Regions from separate parts of the Gossypium raimondii genome. Here region 2 is linked to region 1. Evidence: chromatin contacts called from public Hi-C data. All regions are on one chromosome and are shown on one strand. The core of a region is the stretch at or near the end of the contact, and the rest is flanking DNA. Distances in the headings are between cores, read along the strand shown.

What was found. A called contact is a pair of places that touch in the nucleus more often than the background predicts.
Region 2: a contact with region 1 is called in a Hi-C map of leaf, with 3 times the contacts expected there. The contact joins two enhancer-like sites. A contact is called at or near these places in 2 of 2 Hi-C or Micro-C datasets (both in leaf).

Annotation. Positions count from the first base shown.
Region 1 is chr7:43,350,837-43,355,071 of ASM2569854v1, forward strand. No RefSeq gene overlaps it. Among protein-coding and RNA genes, the nearest start is that of LOC105761574, 14 kb to the left of the region's middle. Within about 2 kb of position 2,110, the one cell type or tissue checked has open chromatin away from gene starts, as enhancers often do. A contact at or near this core is called in leaf, where this site is marked.
Region 2 is chr7:43,432,894-43,437,128 of ASM2569854v1, forward strand. No RefSeq gene overlaps it. Among protein-coding and RNA genes, the nearest start is that of LOC105770610, 4.0 kb to the right of the region's middle. Within about 2 kb of position 1,773, the one cell type or tissue checked has open chromatin away from gene starts, as enhancers often do. A contact at or near this core is called in leaf, where this site is marked.

The DNA.
Region 1 (4,235 bases), core at 860-3,359:
TGAAGGCTACTACAATTCGAGTGGTCTTAACACTTGCAGTGTCCTTGGGATGGTCGCTTCGCCAAATCGATGTTAATAATGCTTTCTTGAACAGTGATCTAAGTGAAGAGATATACATAGTGCAACCACCAGGTTTCGAACAGCAGGGTGTTAATGGCCCGCAACTGGTGTGCAGGTTGAGGAAAGCTTTGTACAGGCTAAAACAAGCCTCTCGAGCTTGGTTCCACAAGTTAAGGGAGTTTCTACTTGATAATCAGTTTGAAGCTTCAAAGGCAGATAATTCTCTTTTTATTCACAAAGCTGGGAATCATTTGATGTATGTCCTAGTCTATGTTGATGATTTCATAGTCACTGGTTCTGATTCAAATGCTATTAATCAGTTCATTACGCATCTTAATCGCTAGTTTTCCCTAAAGGATTTGGGGAGGTTGAATGTTTTCTAGGTATTGAAGTTAGCCACACTACAGACGGCCTCGTACTAAGTCAAAAGAAGTATATAGTGGAATTGATTAAGAAAGCTGCTATGGACAAGTCAAACTGCTCTCCCACACCAATGGTTTCCACTTGTCAGCTCATGAAGGAAGTATGGTTGAAGATGAAAGTTTTTTTCAGAAGCAAAGTAGGTGCACTTCAATACATAGTGATCACCAGACCAGATATTGAGTTTTCTGTCAACAAAGTCCGTCAATTCATGCACAGACCTCTCGATACACATTTCAAAGCTGTTAAAAGAATTTAAAGATATTTACAGGGCACGTTAGATTATGGTCTTCATTTTTGTCAAACATCTAAGTTTGTTCTTGAAGGTTACTCTGACTCCAGCTGGGGTGCTGACATCGATGATCAAAGGTCCATATCGGGCTATTGCATTTTCTTAGAGGAAATCTGATTTCATGGAGCTCTAGAAAGCAGTATGTTGTCTCTCGTTCTACAGCAGAAGCTGAATACAGGAGCTTCGCAAATGTTACTGCAAAAATAGTCTGGCTTTAGTCCTTGTTAGCTGAGCTCTATGTCCCAATTCAGAAGAAGTCTTTGGTCTGGTGTGATAGTTCCGCTGCTATTGCTGTTGCAGGCAACCTAGTCATGCACTCCAAGTTTAAGCATGTGGAGCTAGACATATTCTTTGTGCGAGAGAAAGTAGTAGCAGGAATACTTCAAGTTGGACATGTGTAGAGTCTAGATCAGGTTCCTGATGTGTTAACAAAACCTTTGTCTGCAGTATTCTTCAACAAGTTCAGACAGCAGCTAAGGGTGGCTCCAAAATGAGATGAATGAAGGCTTAGGTTACCAAAGGAAAGGAAGTCAGGACAGCACGGGAAATGTCATGAGTATTAAGTATTGTTAGTTTTGGCAGTTAGTGTAATTAGTTAGTTGTTAAGAAAACAGTTATTAGTTTACGTATTAAATAGGCCTGTTATCATTACTCTCATTAAGAAAGAAAGAAGTTATCTTTTTACTATGTTGTTTCTATATCTTGATAAGGTAGATGTCCCATATAGTTTTCTAGTTGAGACTAAACTACATGCATCAAAAATGGTTAAGATGCGTAATAAGCTTGGTCTTATTCAAGGTTTGGATGTTAATGCAAATGAAATAAGAGGAGGGTTGTTGTTGGGCTGGAGATAGGGCTACATTGTTACTCTCGAAGCTTTTCAAGTAGTCGTATAGATGTTGATATTGAAGACGACTATGAAGGGAACTCGTGGAGATTTAATGGATGTGTAAACTATGAAATTTTTGGACCAATTATAAAGCTTCACGTGTTAGGCTTAAGTTACCATGCGTCAAGTCAAAATTATCAATATCAAGTTAAGATAACTCTTGGATCAAAGCCTAATAGAGAAAAAAATCAAATGAGCTTTTTTTTATAGAGAAATATCGAGAGTTTGTAACTTCTTTTTAAAGTAATAAACAAAATTTATTCTAAATTTTAAGTCAATTTTTGACTCAAAATATGTGTACAAATTTCTGGCACACTTAGTAAGACAATATTGACCTTTCATCTCTTTTTTCCAAAAGTTAAAGTTCAAAATTTTAATAACTGATATGAATCTCATTATCACCAAACCAACTTGCAAGCTTGCTCAAGCCAACCTTGCAACCCGTTCGACTTAATTGTCAAGCATCAACAGCCCTACTCATCCCTATGGCAGTAGGTAGAAGACAAAAGTTCTTATAGAGTTATTCTGTCATATATTTTCAATCCCCAGTAACAATCCATTTCATGATGCTTTTTGACCAACTTATGACTTAGAAGGAGTTTCTACTCCTAGACTAACTTATGAAAATTATTTTTTTTAACATTTAATTTTAAAAATTTAATATCTCTACTCTTTTACTTTAATATTTGAAGTCCAATTAATAATATAATAAAAATTTCTCGTTAAATAAAATTATGTAACATTTTAAAAGAAAATAAAATAATGTTCATGCGATCAATATTACGAAGACCAAATAAGAAAATAAAAATATTAAATCTCAAAGTTGTAAGTTTTAATTTTGATTTTGCTTTGTAAGGTTCTCCTGCATACAAGAAGAATAGTGCAAGTTACTATTTCACAGAAATCTTTTAACATCAAAAGAATATAAGAATAAAATTCTAAATTAAAAGTAAAAGATTAAAATTCAACCATTGTCTGGTGTTTTTTGTGATTTCAAGATTTCACATGGAATTCCTTCCTCTCAGTTGATCCAATGTTAGCATCTGATAAAGTAGTTTCTTTAATGAATAAAATCTTTAATTCAACCAATTCATGTGCAACAACTCCCAATCTTTTGTATCCCTCTTTATCTATAAATTAAAGTTTCGCCCTTGCACTTTGTTCAAGCCGACCTTTTAGCTTAGTTCTTTTATTATATTTATATTTATATTTAAAATATTAAAATAATATAATATTAATTGATTTAGATAAAATTTGAAAACAAAAATATTTCTGATAGAATAAAACTTTGCCAAAATATTAATTGGTCAAATTATGAGTTTCAACCATTCAGTCTACGAAAATTGAAAAACTAATTTATGAAAAAATTTCCTCATATTTTAATAAAAATTAAAAAATTAATTAATAAATACATGAATTGAATTACTAATTTATAATATATAACTATTAATTTTTACTAATCACAAGGATTTAACAATTTGAATTATTATAGGAAGATCAAATCTTGGGAAATTAAAATAAAGATATTAATTTATTAAAAGGATGAAATTCGACTTCCATCGTGGAACACGCTTCCAATAATTGTGTGGGTTTTTATGTCTATCCAAGTGGGACAACTCCCACTCTTTTGTATAGTATAATCTACTTTTACCAAAGCTTGATTCTTGTGACTGTTTTTATTTTTTATGTACATTTTTACTGATTTTATGTGTCAATATCATTTCTTTTGTTATTGGAAGGAATGCTTAAATACCCTCTAGAGTTGTAATACTTCGCATTCATCTTATATAAATGTAATATTTGTTTGAACAAATAAGGATAAGTATTTTACAATATAAAAGTAAGTACCAATGGCAATGTTAGATACATTTGGAAGTATTGAGTTTGGATATGCTTGACTAGTTACACAGTATAACATGAAATTAGTAAGAGTGCCATGAAAGTTAATGTGTTAGTATTTAAATTTCATTTTGATTTTTTCACTAAAAAAATGAACAAATTGATATTTGTACATTAAATAAAAAAATCAACTAATTCTTCTATTAAAAAATTTACTCATTTTTGTTGTAAAAAACGAGTCCTTATACAATAGTATGAGGTACATGTGGCATGCCACGTATCATTGTCTAGTTATTCTGTCAATCACACTAATTTTTAACAATATAGATGGATGAAATTTTTTTTAAAAAATGACCAAATTGCTCTTTAATATAATGTATAGGGACTAATTTGCCCATTGTTTGAATAAATAGGGTAAAATGCAATTTGACTCTTAGGACTTCCATGATAGTTTTACCCATGGAATTCTACTAAGTGGATCCTATGATAAAGTTGTCTATTTAATAAAGGGATAAATCTCAAAACTATACATGAATTTTGGTCTAATGTGCGAGAACTTTGGTTTTGTGCAATTTTATACACGAAATTTGGATTTAATCAAATTCTCATAAATTATTAATACAATTATTGATATAACATCATTTTATGTTTATATATTGCATACATATATAATCATATTTATCTAATGTAAAAATAAAATGATGTATTTTTTTTCTTTAAATATGCATGATTGAA
Region 2 (4,235 bases), core at 523-3,022, 82 kb after region 1:
GAAAAGACTCTATCTACTATTCAATTATGCCTCATGAATAATGTGTTACATGAGGTTTTGAAGGAGAAAACAACATTTGCTTTAGGGAAGAAACTAAAAGCCTTATATATTTTTAAAATTATTTTGAATTACATTATTTTTTAAGTTTTTTAAAAAATTCATTAATAATGTGAAATAAAAACTGATGTTATAAAAATTATTATAAAGTCAACATACACAATTGACATGAGTATCGCACGAAAATACAAACTAGTGTAATTTATATATATTCAATGTTAAAATTTGAGTGGGACATTTGCCTAAACTATAACTGTTGGTGGGTTCTCTTGGGATAAGTTCAAGCAGCCTCGTATATGGTATCACTTTCATGCATAATTGTTTAAGTTTAATCGACTTAAAATATGAGATTAATTTTTTTTCAAGACTATCTATATACACATAGCTTTTATTACTATTGTATATGATTTATTTTATTAAATTATAAACATAAAAATTTAACATATTTATTTTTAATATTTATATTAAGTATAATATATTTAAGTTTTTGAAGTTATAATTACAATTATAATTTTAAAGGACAAATATCTAAACCTAAGACATCAAGATCCTAGGCCTTAGACTTTGCCTAGCAAGGTCTTATCAGCTAAAATATATTTAGTTTTCAAATGATATAAATTACATAATACATAAAAGTAAAGAAAAAAACATATTATGATTTTGAAAATGAATTATTCGAATTAGGTCGTGTTTTGAATATTGAAACCGAGCTCATCACATATTTTAAAGTAGTCTAAGTTTTTTTAATCAATCTATTTTTTGACTTAATATTTTTATTTAAAACTTCTCAAATATCAACCGGATAATTCAACCCTCGAACATGTTTGGCCCATATTGAAAAACCTGAATATGTGTCGAGCAACTCGTTTCGACTTAAATAAAATTTAAATAAAAATATAAAAATATTTTTAATATTTTATTATTATTTGAACAGTAAATAAAATTTTTTACTAAATCAAACCAAAACCGAGCTTAAAACTAAAATCTTTTTTGAACCAGGCCCGGCACGACAGAAGTCTACACGGGATCAACAGTTTTTGGTGGGACATATTGAACTGGTTGGAGTTTTCACAGACGCAACAGTTATAGGATTAAAGGGAGAAAAAGTTGAAAACAAAAGGACAAAACACAATATTTCCAACTTTTGGTAGGTCATAGTGAAAGCTTTCAGGGATAAGATTCGACTTGTTAAAAAAACACTAATAAGGAAATTTATATTTTAATTATTAAACATTAAAAATTATAAAATATCATTAAATTATTTAAAAATTTACCGAATTATCTTTACACTAATGTTGTTGGAACTGATCAGACAATCTAATGTTTGAATTGAGAATCGCTAGATAAGAGCATTTAACTAAAAAATTTAATTGCTATTGTTTTTATCAATCTTAAATTTTCAAAATTCGTAAAATATAGAGATTAAAATTAATTAATTTAAAAATATAAATATTAAATTTCATCGAATTAAAGTACAAAAATTAAATTCATAATTTTCAAAAAAAACTACAAAAACTAATAGCAAAAATCTTTATTTAGTTTACATAAACAATAACTAAAAAAATCCATAATCTGCAAGATAATTCTACTTGCATCCACGATTTCTATTGCTGTCTTTGTAAATTCCCTTACAATGTTCACCTTTTTTGCTATCATTAGGGTCTGGGACGCAAGGATAATAGGGCTGACCTGGTCTTGGTCTCCCACATTTATCATCTGGAGTACTCAACTTGTTCTTGGAAACATCGATGAAATTAGGGTGAACTTTCTGCAGGCTTGTCTCTGGGTCAGCGAAAAATACATGATCTGCATGGCCGATGTCCACCAAGCATTCCTCCATGGTAGAGGCACAATGGGAAGCTAAGTTGCTGCTATTGTTGTTGTTGCTGGCTGTGGCTGAAAATGCTGATGCCTCCTGACCGAGTAAAAGAACCATGGCCATCATCATTGTCGTCATGGTTGCTTTGCATGATCGGAGACCCCTTCCCTTCACAGTGTTTCCCATATTTTTCTTCACTTTCTTCTAACTAGTTTTCTCACTTGATAAGAAATCTGTGGGTTTATGGAATTGCAAGTGGATGATGGGATATTTTTATAAATGATTCAAGGTGGTTTTTTCTCTCTTCCTATTACCCTTTTAGCTCTTACAGTAGCTGTGGTCCTACAGCAATAATGGATGAGACATAAAAAAGGGTGACAGTAACTTTCTAATCTCACTGTCATATGAATGGAAAAAAATTCTTTCTCTAGCATCAATTCAATTTTTTTACTATAAAAAAATTAAATAAAGTGAAATTGTAAGAATTAACATTTACGGATAAAAAATCACAAGAAAAATATGGTTTTTCTTATTTGTAGTTTTAACTCTAGACATAATATTCATTTGTAGAATAAAAAATTCAAAATATCATCTTTGTTAATAGTAAATGACAATTTTTAAATAATAAATATTAATTATGTTAAAATTTAGACTTAATTGATTCAATTTAATAGTATATTAACTAAATTGATTTATTTAAATAACATAATGGTTAACTTGATTCAATCTTTATAATAGAGCGATCTGTTAAATATGTTCACCCATAAAAAGAGAAAAAAAAGTTAATATAACTTTTAGTCCATAAACTTGGCAATTAGGTTCACATTAGTACTTAAATTTGACAACGGTTAGTCACTCTAAATAGGGACCATTTTTATTTTGGTCACTTCAATTTTTTTTTGTTAATTTAGTCAACCAAAAATAGAAATTGATCAAATTGGTAACTCCGACATTAAATGGTAATATAAGACTAACAATGCATTTTTACAGAAAAATTTTGAGGTTATCAAAATAGGAACAACTTTTATTTAGAGTGATTGATGAGGTTTACCTAATTTTAGATTGATTAACGTAGAAATGCACCATCAATCTTCCGTTACCATTTAATGATAGAGTGACTAATTTGATCAATTTTTATTTAGGATCTATATTTAAAGTGATTAACAAAGTAGTTTACCCATTTGGTAATTAGGTCTTTTAGTCTCTAAACTTAGTAAATGTAAAATTTGATCATGATATGATAATCTATAATTATGTCTTGTCATCACTTGAAAATTAAAAGCATATATATTTAAAATTGCAGCAAACAACAACAAAATAACACTAAACAATAGTGAAAAAAATTAGGTAAATCCTGGTCGAGTCCGAACAAAAAAATATTAACTAAGGCTTGACCTATTTAGAATATGAAAATTTTTTATCCAAGCCTATTTTCCGGGCCTATATTTTTACTTAAACCCTCCCACTTTTCGAGCAGACCTTCGGCCCTAGATGAATGACTTGACCCATGATCAGGTCTAAATGGAACCCACTAATCTAATTATATAACATATTTTTTACTTATAATATTTCCTCAATTCTTAAATAAAAAAAGAAATTAAATGTACTTAAATCGATATTTTATTAATTATTAAAATAATAATGATACCAACTAAATTAAAACTAAATCAATTGATATTTTGATAACTATACAATAGTAAATTTTATCAATCTAGATTAATAGCACAGTATGAATTTTTACTAAATATTTATTTTTCAATTAGAGGTAAGAGGGTCAAATATTTGAAAATACTCTAATTTTTTTTACTTTTCTTTCATAAATATCAAATAATTCAAAATTTTATTATATATATTTTTAATTTAATATCATTAATAGTAATTTTCAACTTCCGTTATTAGTTTGGTAGTTAAGGGTTAATCACCGATAAAACTCACTTAAATTTGAACTTTTAGAAGAGAAAGTGGAAGGTTTTTGTTTGAATAGCTCCCTTTTTAAGTATAATGAGTGTGGACTATGGAGACATTCTTACTGTGTGTGCGAATTATAATCCTTCAATCATTGTCCGTATTCTCACTTCACTATCGCAATTATATTCGATTAGTAACGAATATTAGTGTCGTTGTTGTTGATCTAACTAGAGTCTACCTCACTTGTCTCAGTTCTCCTACTCGACCTTAACCCCAAATTAATGTCTCTTTCACTTTCATCTTACGGTTAAAAGTAAAGGATTTTCAAAACAACTTATGCTACATCACTTAAATAGATGTCTTGATTTTTGTTTATACGTTATAATAAATTACTAAGAAGGAAGTGTTTGTGCAATCGAAAATTAAAAATTGCTGTAGAACAAAGTGCTGA